Regions from separate parts of the Danio rerio genome. Here region 2 is linked to region 1. The links are chromatin contacts, called in public HiChIP or PLAC-seq maps. All regions are on one chromosome and are shown on one strand. Each heading gives the region's core, a stretch centred on a gene start, on an enhancer-like site or on the middle of the called end of the contact. The rest is flanking DNA. Distances are from core to core; before and after follow the strand shown.

What was found. HiChIP or PLAC-seq counts read pairs in DNA pulled down with a chosen protein or histone mark.
Region 2: a contact with region 1 is called in an H3K4me3 HiChIP or PLAC-seq map of embryo, with 3 times the contacts expected there. The contact joins the promoter of pou3f2a here to the promoter of si:dkey-14d8.6 in region 1. A contact is called at or near these places in 1 of 18 Hi-C or Micro-C datasets (hematopoietic stem cells) and 1 of 4 datasets of contacts at active chromatin or transcription factors (embryo).

The regions. Positions count from the first base shown.
Region 1 is chr4:5,950,068-5,956,624 of GRCz12tu, forward strand. si:dkey-14d8.6 reads left to right here and starts at 4,230. Exons shown (of 5, transcript NM_001044839.2): 1 at 4,230-4,287; 2 at 4,366-4,444; 3 at 5,534-5,722; 4 at 5,801-5,953; 5 at 6,167-6,342. The coding sequence starts at 4,233. The coding sequence ends at 6,212. mapk12b (mitogen-activated protein kinase 12b) reads left to right here. Exons shown (of 12, transcript NM_001044841.2): 6 at 235-282; 7 at 447-561; 8 at 680-751; 9 at 993-1,072; 10 at 1,162-1,240; 11 at 1,385-1,558; 12 at 2,789-3,076. The coding sequence ends at 2,865. The region is part of intron 8 of LOC101884942 (soluble scavenger receptor cysteine-rich domain-containing protein SSC5D); the gene reads right to left.
Region 2 is chr4:6,162,562-6,169,118 of GRCz12tu, forward strand. pou3f2a (POU class 3 homeobox 2a) reads left to right here and starts at 3,151. Exons shown (of 2, transcript NM_131289.1): 1 at 3,151-4,753; 2 at 4,781-5,857. The coding sequence starts at 3,158. The coding sequence ends at 4,171. It also overlaps a transcript of tmem63a not described here.

The DNA of each region.
Region 1 (6,557 bases), core at 2,980-5,479:
GATAAGGTAAAAGGCTTTAGATATTAAGACCTACATTCTGAAACATTTATTAAAGTTATTTGAGTAAGAGATATGAAAATAAACTTTCTTACCTTTATTGGTTGATTTTGATTACTTGTTTTAGGAATAAACATACTTATATTTTACATTTTCATTAAGATTTGTGCATCTTGTTTGTTTTGCAAGGTAGTTTTGTGTTTATTTTAAATATTGACTTTGTTTGTCGTCATTCAGGATCTCAAACCAGGAAATCTGGCAGTGAATCAAAACTGTGAACTTAAGGTATTAAACCAACGGTTAAAAAAAATAGTTTTTATAGTCTACTTCTTTAAATGCTGAAGTTTCAAATAAAGTAACATTTACTTTAATACAAGATTACACACATTGGTTCTCTTTAAAAATGCTGATATTTATTTAAAAACACACATCTGAACCTCTGTATTAAGATCCTGGACTTTGGACTTGCGCGTCAGGCGGATTCAGAAATGACGGGTTATGTGGTGACCCGCTGGTACAGAGCACCAGAGGTTATCCTCAACTGGATGCACTACTCACAAACAGGTGACATACAGAACTACCAATACAGTACAGATAAACGTAGCTATGAAATCAGCTAACCACTAAAAGTCACTGCAGGACATCTCAATGAGAATGATTTTTTTGTTTTTGTTTGTTTCAGTTGATATCTGGTCAGTGGGCTGCATCATGGCGGAGATGTTACTTGGAAGGCCACTTTTTAAAGGCAATGACCGTATCTTTTTTCTTCATGCAACTACTGCTTATTACAGGCTCTAAAAATTTCAATCATAAGATTGAAAAGTACCGTAATTGTTGTGTGCGGTATGAACATGCATCACAGAAGCTGCCACTGCACACTACTCCATTTACAAGTAAAAACCTACTGCTCTTTATTCAAAGATTACCACAGTCAATAGAGACTGCAGACAATCGGCTCTTTTTTCCCCCAATAAATCCTTAACTTAGACTTACAGACCTAGACCAGCTGAGAGAGATCATGAAAATCACAGGAACTCCAGCTCCGGATTTTATCACCAAGCTACAAAGCCAAGATGTAAGTGTGTCACACATAAAAAGAAAGATTAATTCATTACATTTTCACCCATGCATACACACAACTGATTTCTTCATCCATTCATACAGGCCAAAAACTACATCAGAGGTCTACCTAAAGTCCCAAAGAAAGACTTAAACACTATTTTCTTCAAAGCCAGCTCAGAAGGTAAACTACTTCTTTCTTTTGCAACATTGTTAAGGTCAGATAGAAGTTGTTGATGATTCCATCCACCATTTCTTCAGATTGATGGATGGAAGCATACAGTTGCTAACGTCTAATGTGTCTGTGTGTTTGTTGTTCTTTTGTTAGCGGTGAGTGCTCTGGAGTTGATGCTGGTTCTGGATCCAGATAAACGTTTAAGCGCTGCAGAGGCGCTCGAACTTCCCCTTTTTACAGAGTTCAGAGAACCTGAAGAAGAGACGGAGGCCCTGCCTTATGACCACTCCATGGACAACACAGAACTGCCTCTGGATCAGTGGAAACGTAAGTGAAAATATCTTAATAGTTAATTTACTAAACCTGCAGGTTTAGACTAAATTTAATAAACGGCAAATGTGAATGAGACCATAAAAGTGTTGAAGAGAGTGTTCAGTTCTTCTGGTTATCTACTTACTCTCTCTTCTCATTAATACAGCATTAAAGGGAAACTGCTAAATTCATATGACATGACACTGTCAGAAATCAGGGTTCAAGAGTTGTCCCCTTTTCAGAAGGTACACATTAAAGCAGGGGTGTTCAAACTCAGTCCAAAAGCATATTAAGAGCTTGCTTAGCTTGCCCAGGTGTGTCTGATTGGGGTTGGAATTGAACATTGCAGGACACCGGCCCTCCAGGACTGAGTTTGGACACCCCTGCATTAAAGGGTCCATATTGGTTACTTAAAGGTACATATTAGGACACTCATATGCACTTTAAAGGTGCCAATATGCACCATTTAGAAACATTTTTTCCTTTTTTTTAAGCTTCAAGAGTGAAAGAGTCAAGGTCAGCCACAAAAACAACAGTGTCTATGCATTTTGACAGATATTTTCCACTTTGAGATTTCATTCTTAAGCATAAAGATACTTTATTGGCATTCCATTAAATAATTTAGATTAAAATATCCTTTACTGAAAAGTTATTTGGGAAACCAAAATTGTTCTTCTATTGCATTGCTGTGAAAACCTTTCTGAACTTTATAATTAAGAGAGTAATTTTTAAATGACAAGTTTGTTTTCATAATCTGTGCAAGATGTTAATCAATTTAGCCATTAATTTGTACATGTTGAGGTTAAAGAAGAATGACATGGGGAATAAGTTTTTTTTTTTTTAGAAAAACTTCAAGCTCAGAATGTGCAGTGTTTCTGGAGAAAGCAGAACCAGAACTTAACTCTTACACTGTAAAATGCAGGGTTCCACACAATTCCTTCATGTTGTCCCAACACAAATTAAGTTAAACTTAATTGTTATTAAAAATGTAAGTAAACATAAAATACGTTTTTCGGAAAACAACTTAAAGTTTGTGTTTGTTCAACTCATATTAAATAAGTAGTTTGAACAAGCAGCAAAAAAAAAATATATATATATATATATTAATTGTGTGTGTGTGTGTGTGTGTGTGTGTGTGTGGGTGTGTGTCTGTGTGTGTGTGTGTGTGTGTGTGTGTGTGTGTGTGTGTGTGTGTGTGTGTGTTATTCAAACACACTATCATTCATTATTTTGTTTACTTTGCAGGTCACACTTTTACAGAGATCCTGTCATTCCAGCCGCCCGTCACAGAGATCAGAGACTCCAAAGAAACATCACTTTGAGTGAACACCGATTTACCTCAATGTCACTGAGCTTTATGCATAAATATGTGACATAAAGACATGGCCAAACATTTAATTAATGTAAACTGTGTGACTTTGTAAATAAAAGTAAGAGTTGTTGATAATGTTGCTCTGTTATAAGGTTCCTGTTTATTATGAAATTATGTTAATTCCTTCAGAAGCATTTGAAATATAGAAAATCCCCTGCAAACAAAACACTGTACTTTAATTTGTCCTAATCATTCTACTTTGCCAGTAAGCTTGTGGAAAATTTACTCTACTGGTCGGTTTATTTATTAATGCCATTAATGAATTACACAATAATTAAGTTACACAGAATATGCATAACACCACAACAGATTTGTTTTAAATAATAAATAAAACTTCATAATCTTTCATGATTTATAATGAATGTAATTATTTCAGACCCTGGCTAAACACTTTTTAATAGTAAAATATTAAGTACATTTACACTCTGTACAAAACCCTGATTCTTTTCTTTAAAAAAATAAAAATAAAATAATAATAATAATAAAATAAACTTGCATAACGCGTCTTAGATAACTTTAGATTTAATGTCAAGTTGCTTTTAAAAAACTGAGATAGTAAGGTTTCTTATACAACTCTGCTTATCAATGTTTACTGGTAAAGTTGCACATCAAGTATTTTCCCACAAATACAGAAAAACAAATTAATCCAGTGCAGGCTTTTAACAAATAAATAAATGAAACATCAAGATTAAGCATAATTTAGGCTGAAAGATGCTTCAAATGCTTGAATAGCACAAGTTTACTTTGACATGCAGGAACAACTCATAGTAAATTCATTTGTTACTTAATCATGACAATTGAAATAAAAAACTTTTTTATTTTAATTCTTAAAAATGTTGGCTATTAAAATATTTCAACAAATCAATGTTTTGCTTATTTGCTTAAGCAGGAAGTGCAAACACTCATTAAACAAAGTGTTCATTTTGAACATACTGGGGCTTTAACAACAACAACAAAAAACCTTTAAGTCACTAATGAAATATTTATTATTTACTTATGAAGTCTGAAACGAAATACAGGTTCGTATCTTTAAAACGATTCAATTGCAATTAGATGTCAGTCCCTTTTCTTAAAGATTTATCCACTCTATACTGTATAGGTATACATTTAAAGTCTCTTGTAAAAAACAAGTATTTTTCAAAGTCAGTTTGTGAGAATCCACTTTGAAATAGTGAAGGTCAACACCTGTTCAAATATGATTAGAAGCTGCTTGTTAAATAACCGACCTTATGATGCATCTGTGACCATCAGCTCTGAGCTCTATATAAACGCTGCACGCTCCTCTCAGATTGTCTTCTAATTTGACAAGACAACATCATGCAGAGAGCTGCTGTATTTCTGCTGCTGACCGCTCTCTTGGCCAATGGACAAGGTGAGAAACGGTTTAATTATTTTAATGAATTTATTCTATGCTTGTTGCTAAGTGTTCTGTCCAAACTACATCCTACAGAGTTACGCTGGGAAAACTCCTATGATCAGCCCCTGAATTTTCAGTGTCCTCCAGGACAGTCCATATCCTATGTAAAGAGGTGAGTGGAAAGCAGAAGGTGCAGATTTTAAGGTATAAACACTGTGTTGAAACATAAATAAACTAAAAGGTAATATATCATGGGCCAATGCAGCCTCATAGTTATAAGACATTTTACCAATGTTGTATATGTTATAAAATGTTATTATAGTAATAATATACAGTACTTAAGTACACTGTAAAAAGTGATTAGTTACTTAAAACAAGTAAACCAATTGCCTTAAAAGCAACAAGCTGACTTTACAAAATTAATGCAAGTAAATCTATTGTAACTTTGAACTGTTAAGTTGACTTAAACTTTTGCTAATTAATTTGATAATTTTATTTGCTTAATTTTTATGCTAATTTTTTTTGATAAAAGTATCTAGCAAAATGACAGTAACTAAAATAAATCCGCTCTTCCAGACTCCTGCTCAGAAGTGTGTCTTCTAAATATAATACAGGCTATAAGTTTAGATTTTATAGACTTAATGAAGCACCAAATAATAATGTTGTAATAATTGCGGCAATTATTTAAAAACAGACGTGCTAAAATTGTCTGACACTGTAAAAAATTATTAGTTGACTGTGAAAAAAGTGAATACAATTAGCAAAAAATATTAAGTCAACAGTTCAGTTACAATGGATTTACTTACATTGTTTTGGTAACACTTTACAATAAGGTTCATTAGTTAATGCATTTACTAAAATGAACAACACATGTACAGCATTTATTAATCATAATTGAACATTTACTAATGCATTATTAACAATCAAGTCCATGCTTGTTAACATTAGTTAATGCACCATGAGTTAACATGAGCTAACAATGAACTACAGTATTTTCATTAACTAATGTTAAATAACATGAACAAATACTGTAGTAAATGTATTGTTCATTGTTTGTTCATGTTAGTAAATGCATTAATTAACATTAACTAATGAACCTTATTGTAAAGTGTGACCAATATTTTTGTAAAGTGAAAGTGTTGCTTTTTAAGCTATTGGTTTACTCGCTTTAAGTAATTAATCACTTTTTACTGTGTATTTGTTTATGATCAGAAAATAAAACCGATCTTCTCTGTTTTCTTGCCTCCTGATAAAACCAAAGCCAACATGAGAATAAATATGAAGACCGGGTATGGGAGTTTGGCTGTAAAGACACCTTTAGCTCTGGTTCAGACTGTTTTCTGTCTCCGTACGTCAATGACTTCGACCAACAGTTCACCTATGAGTGTCCACCAAATCACATCATGTCAGGAATGAGCAGCTACCATAGTGATAAACACGAGGACAGAAGGTGAGCTCTGGTTTTTGACTGATTTCCACATTTTATGTGAGTTCACCTGAGGAAATATTATTATATATCTTTATACAGGTGGCAGTTCTATTGCTGTAGAGGTAACGGCGTCTGTACTGGTCAGTGTGAGTGGACCACTTATGTAAACTGGTTTGATGAGCTCTTTCACTGGACTGTCCCAAACCAACACTTCCTTACTGGTGCTGAAAGCTACCATGAGAATAAACACGAGTAAGTACACATCCTCTAATGTCAATATGAATATTGGCTAATGTTGCATAGAATTCTCTCTTGAATGTTTAATTAATTCAAATATTGACTATTTGTTTATTGTCAAAATTTGACAAGGTTTCTAACAGACAGTCAAATATGATGCTGTAATCATAACAGCATGTAAAAATGTCATATTCCAATAAAAGGATGTCTTTTTGTTTTATTTTTCAGAGACCGTCGCTGGAAGTATCGGTACTGTGCCAAGTTGCAATGCTGAGACTCTCTCAAATGCAAATACAATCAAATTAAAACCTGAAATGAATACAAGACTTAACACAATGTCAAACTGGTGACTATTAGTGAAAAAGAAATTTGTATCAACTTATCAATACATTTCAGTCACATAAGTTCTGCGTGAGTCTGTTATTTCTCAATTATAACAGTGTTGGAACCATAAAGTCAATATTGCTTATATTTGGGAATAGATTGGGATGTGAAATGTTTTTGGGGAATTTTACATTCTTGGAGTTAATTTTCTTTCTTCATAATTTATATCTTGCACGTTTTAAATGATTACTATTTTGAGGCACATTATGATTGCTTAATATTGATTGCGTTTTGA
Region 2 (6,557 bases), core at 1,901-4,400, 210 kb after region 1:
AAAAAAAATTATGCTCGCATTTTGTTCAAATAAAATAAGCTAAAACAACACACTTTGTGAGGTTTTTTTTGGGACAACTTAATTGTTTTATGTTCAATCCACTTAAATTTGTAAAAACTAATGAGCCAACTTAATTTCTTCATGTTGTCCCTACACAAATCGATTGAGTGGAACACAGCATTTTTTACAGTGTATAATGATAAATATTAGTTAATATTTTTTTAACCCTCTTCAAGTGCAGTGTCTTGCCTTAGGAAATATTTTCCACTGCAGAGGACAAAGATGCATCATAAGAAATAATGTGTGTAAAAAACAAAAAATGCACTCTTTATAAGATATGACTCTAATCTGGCAAAAAACTAAAGTGAAAAAAAATCTGACTTCATTAAATTTTCTATTTTTTATGCTTGAAATGTCCGCAAATTAGCTTATATTTAATAAAACAATGCCTTATTTGCACATTTAAGCAAAACATTTCAATGCAATTATTAAAGTTTTCAATCGACTGGTGAAATAAAATTGCATTTTGCGGATGATAAAACACTGTTAAAATGCCAGTTCCCATTCCTTCATGTTGTCTCAACTCAAATCACTTAAGTTAACTTAATTATTTTTACAAATTTAAGTGGATTGAACAAAAAATTATTGAATTGTGCCAAAAAACTCAAGAATTGTGTTGATTCAACTCATTTTAAATTAGTTTGAACAAGCAGCAAATTATCTTTGTTAATATTTTACAAATGATTACATTATGTTGAGTGTATGATGATATATTAGTCCATCTTCACCTGCAGTGTCTAGCCTTCCACTGCAGTAAAGACAAAGATGCATCACAAGAAATAATGTGTGTATAAACAAAAAGTGTATGTTTACAAAGGCCGTGTGTGGGTTGAGGAAGAGTCCGCCATTCACCTCTCACTGGCCCTGCGGCCCTGCGATGCCCTGCATGTGCTTTTGAGCCTTTGAAACGGGCTTTATGTGCGCGGGCAGAGAGAGAGAAAAGGCTCGAGCAGCTGTGACGTGGGCGCCGTTGTTTCATTCACCTCTCGCCATGGCAACGGACAGGGGCCCGAAAAATATGCCCCCTCCTTGAGCCACAGAGAGACTCGGAGATCCCGGCAGAAACACAGAGTGCTGCTATTTCAGCCACGGAAATAAAAACATGTCAATCACTGTGTGTGTTATACGTCAACAAATATGGGTTTATAGATTTCTTCAATAATTTATTTTACCTTTATATGCATTGGAAAGATGGACAATGTCATTTTGGACTTTCAGGATTATATTGTTGACTTTAAAATACTGTTGTTGTTATTATTATTTTATTATTATTGTTTATTTTTTATTTTTGTGAATTATTATTATTATTATTATTAACATTGTTATCATTATTATTATTATTATTATCATTATTCTTATTTATTATTATTATTAACATTGTTATCATTATTATTATTATTATTATTATTATTATCATTATTAACATTATAATCGTTATTAGTATTATTATTGTCATTATTGTTATTTATCATTATTATTATTATTATTATTATTATTATTATTATTATCATCATTATTAGTATTAATATTATTATCATTGTTATTATTTTATTATTATTATTATTATTATTATTATTATTATTATTATTATTATTATTATCATTATTATTATTGTTATGATTTTTATCAACATCATTATTATTATTATTATCATTATTATTATTATCATTATGATTATTATCAATATTAGTATTATTATTATTATTATTATCATTATTATTATTATTATTATTATTATTATTATCATCATCATTATTATCATTATTATTATTATTATTATTATCATCATCATCATCATTAAGTGTTTAAAATTGGCTTGAACACTTTGATTACTGATTTGTATTAAATAAACTAAAACAAATGACGAATTATCGATTAAAATGATGAAATTATGCTGTCATAAAAGTAACATTAAGTAGTTTAATAATTGATCATAATTAATAATAACATTGCATTTAATAAACAGTGAAAAATATAAACTTAAATCTCTCGAATTATTGTGAAAGGGATGACATGATAACTTCATGTTGTAAAATTATGTCAGATAAAGGTTTAAATTAACATTAATATACATATTATGGACCATTTCGTGTTTTAATGAAATGCTTTGAACATGTTTAATACATATATATTATAGCATATTTTATTATTAAATGCTGCTCAGTTTAGAATTCTTGTTTGAAATATTTTTGTAAATTGTTTTGTAATTGTACACAATATAGTTTGTAAATTTATGTAAATTATTTAAAAATGCTAGATAAGAGCATGGAAATTATAATTTCCTTAAGTTTTAATCTGTGCCAATTTATTTATTATTATTACTAAAAAAAATAATTCTTTCATCCGTTAATTGTAACGTATTATAAGATTTAAAAACACATTTTAAAACTAATTACATTTTACATTTTAATTAATTTTGCTCATTATAAGTCTTTTGTTTGCATGATTTTTTTATTACTTTATCAAGTTTATTTAATGTCAAACATTTATTAGACTGCTGAATAGATCTGTTGTTTATGTTAAATCACATAATCTGTTTACATATTTTACTAAAATGTCAAATTTACTTCTTAAATATTTTGACTTTAAAATGAATTTTGGCTACAGAAATTTTTAGATATTCATTAGACACTCCAATAAAAAAGTCAAATGTTTTTCACATGGTAGTTTTCAGTGCTGATATTAATAATCATTTTAGGACAAAAGATAACCATAACCAATAACAGCAAATTCAAGCCAGAATTAGTTCTACCAGTGCGGCTACATAAAAAATTTACTCCAAAACAATACAGCATATCAATAATAAATTGTGAAATATTTCAACTTAACGAAAGCCAGGCTGGGTACTTCTGGAGCCCAATGCGCCCACTGCACCCTGTCACTGCTGATCCCTGTGTGCTTGTTTTCAGGAGAGCGCAATGGGATGCGGCTTGAGCGTCGAGTCTGGCGCGACCAATGAACGCGCCGCTGCCGCATCTGTCAGGCGCGTCTGACCAATCGACAGCGGCGCGAGGCGGATCTCAGGTGCGCGCCTCTGCGTCCTCGCGGCTCTGGCGCGCTGGGGAGCCGCCTGTGGCACAGAGTAGCTGTGGAAACTATGGCGACCGCGGCGTCCAACCACTACAGCATCCTCACGTCCAGCGCGGAGCCCGGCAGCATGCAGCAGACGCCGCCGCCGGCCTACAGGGACGCGCACAGCCTGCTGCAGAGCGAGTACACCACCCTGCAGAGCAGCGGGGGCACGCTCGGCCACGCGCACCAGTGGCTGACGGCGGCGCTGTCTCACGGGGGAGAGGGGTCGCCGTGGCCCGCCAGCCCGCTGGGCGAGCAGGACATTAAGCCGGTGGAGGAGCTGCAGCACTCGCCGAGACAAGCGCATCTGGTGCCGCAGAGCCAGCATCACGAGACGGCCGCCTGGCGCGCCACGACCACCGCGCACATGCCGAGCATGAGCACCTCCAACGGGCAGAGCCTAATCTACTCTCAGCCCGGCTACGGCGAGATGCACCACGAGGAGCACCACAGCCCGCATCTGAGCGAGCACGGCCACCCGCAGAGCCTACACTCGGACGAGGACACGCCGACCTCCGACGACCTGGAGCAGTTCGCCAAGCAGTTCAAGCAGCGGCGGATCAAGCTGGGCTTCACGCAGGCGGACGTGGGGCTCGCGCTGGGGACCCTCTACGGCAACGTCTTCTCCCAGACCACCATCTGCAGGTTCGAGGCGCTCCAGCTGAGCTTCAAGAACATGTGCAAACTCAAGCCGCTGCTGAACAAGTGGCTGGAGGAGGCGGACTCCACTTCGGGAAGCCCGACCAGCCTGGATAAGATCGCCGCGCAGGGCAGAAAAAGGAAAAAGCGCACCTCCATCGAGGTGAGTGTCAAAGGGGCCCTGGAGAGCCATTTCCTCAAGTGCCCGAAACCAGGCGCGTCCGAGATCAACTCGCTGGCGGACAGCCTGCAGCTGGAGAAGGAGGTGGTGCGGGTCTGGTTCTGCAACCGGCGGCAGAAGGAGAAGCGGATGACGCCCCAAAATGGACCGATGGCCGGGAGCGAGGATGTGTACGGGGACGCCTCGCCTCACCACGGGGCGCAGACACCTGTTCCGTGAGAGAGGGGAGGATTGCACATAACCGACTGTCTCTTTGTCCCGGTCATAAGCCCGTTCTGGGCGGACCGACGGTGATGAAGCGTCTCTGTGTGTGGCACCTCCGAGCGCGCGTGGTTGCGCAAACAATATACGGGCACGGGCGCGAGTAAACGCGAGCAAACCGGGGCGCGCAGAATCTGAAGAGGAACGTATATATTCTTTTATTTAAGAGGTTTCTTTTCAAGTCCGGGGATCTGTGAAAGCATCATATCACTTCCAACCGAAAGCTGTGAAAAGGCGTCAGGGGCGCGCCATCTTCCCCTCATGACCACAAAAGGTTTATTCCTGATTGATATTAATCCGGTGCAGTGTCTGCTCTACGTTTTCTTACGAATATTAATGGCAAATGCTTCATTATTATTATTATTAATTATTATTATTATTTATTATTATAATTATTATTATATGTTCCAGAATTCCAAAATAGTCGAATATAATACCAAACAAAATCACAAAGGGTTTAACACTAATCGAAATTGTTTAATTTATTCACCTGCATAATTAGGCTAAATGCAATAAATTAAAAGTATAATAATAATAATAATAATAATAATTATTATTATTATTATTATTATTATTATTATTATTATTATTATTATATTTATTTTAATTATTTAAATAAAAGGACTCAACAATTCAAACTAATCGAAAAATGTAAATTATTATTTTATTTTACTTGTCTTTTTAAATATTATTTACATGCACATAAAGGTATCACTGCAAAATATTAATGCAATTCTCTCATTTCGGTCACAACAAAGGCTGCCAAGTGCTGCTGTGTGTTTTTCACAGGCAAAGCAGTCCGATTTCATGCAGATCACGGATTCACACTGCTGGTGCAAAACAGAGGCCTGAGGAAACATTAAAGCCTCTCTAGAATCGCGCTGCTGTGGATCATCGAAATGACTGTTCAAAAAGAAATCCAATGATACCAGCTTTATAATTATCCACTCAGTTGTTGTTGTTTTTAAATCATTTTTATAAGCATCCAAAAAATTGAGGCAGGGGCTCTTTTATTAAATAGCATTTTTTAATCAATCATTTTTGTAATTTCGTTCATTTTTAGTTTCTGTATAATTTATAAATTCTAAAAGAAACCAAAATAGACTCATGTTGCATATAAAAACAAATCAAGTTTTTAATTAATTTATTTTCCTAGAAACGCTGAAATAATGCAGAAATAATGTCCAGATTTGTAAAAACAAAGACTAATAATAATAATAATAATAATAATAATAATAATACAGGCCATTTTATTGCCAATTATTATTAAACTGTGTGATTTTGTGCGTCAACTAAATGTATAAGCCTCAACATGTTTGTATCTGTTTGCTATTTGTGTTTATCCCGAATTTGTCTTTTCCTTTAACGAGAACTACTATTACACCAGCTGTGTTACAATTATCTGATGGCCTGCATCGAAAAACAAGGACATTGTGCGTTTTCATTTTTATTTTTGATATATATATATATATTGCTCTGTGAATACTTGTATATTTGTGCACTTAACCTGGCACTGCCAAAGCACAAGCTGTCAGTGTGCCCTATTGAGACCGGTAATGTCTTTGGTTTTGACAGAAAAAAAATTGCACAGTTTTTAAAAGCCTTTTGTCATTAAATGAATACATTTTTATATAAAGAAGTGCCTCTCATGAGTCTGTGGCCCGTGAATGGAGATCCTCGAGATAAATGGATTCACAATTTCACACATTATGTGAGCATCAAGGCTGTTGAATATAATGTTGCCTCGGGATGAGATGATGCTGTAGATCCTTTACAATTCCTTCGTTTCGATCTGCAAATGTTTGCCATTTCACTGCTAATGGAGACGGATTAGATGGTACAAAAAGAGGTTGCGAGTGAATGTTTTATGACGCTTTTCTGTTTCATAATAGGACTTATTTATAAAATATCTCAAATGACTTTGAAATATTACCTGGAAATGTCAAGATAACAATAACAATGCTTCATTAGTAATATTTTAAACGGAAAAAAAATATGTAGCCTAATTTTAATAGGCGATACATGTATTTTAATCATAGACATTTCTTTAACATCGATTTACTGCTCCGTCATTGAACAATTTAAAAAAAACATCAGAAAACAATAGACGCGAGATTTCTTTATTTTTCTTGCTGTGTTTTTTAAATATAAATTTAAGGCCTTGGGAATTTTAAAAGCCTTAAAAAACTGCAAAAAGCCGCATTAGTGTGTCTGTGTGTGTGTGTGTGTGTGTGTGTTTCCCCTAAATGAGCATATGCTGTGAAGCGAGCGCCATCTATTGACACTATCCTAGAGAAACTGAAATATTAGGCTACTATTTGCTTGTTTTCGTTTACTATTGTAG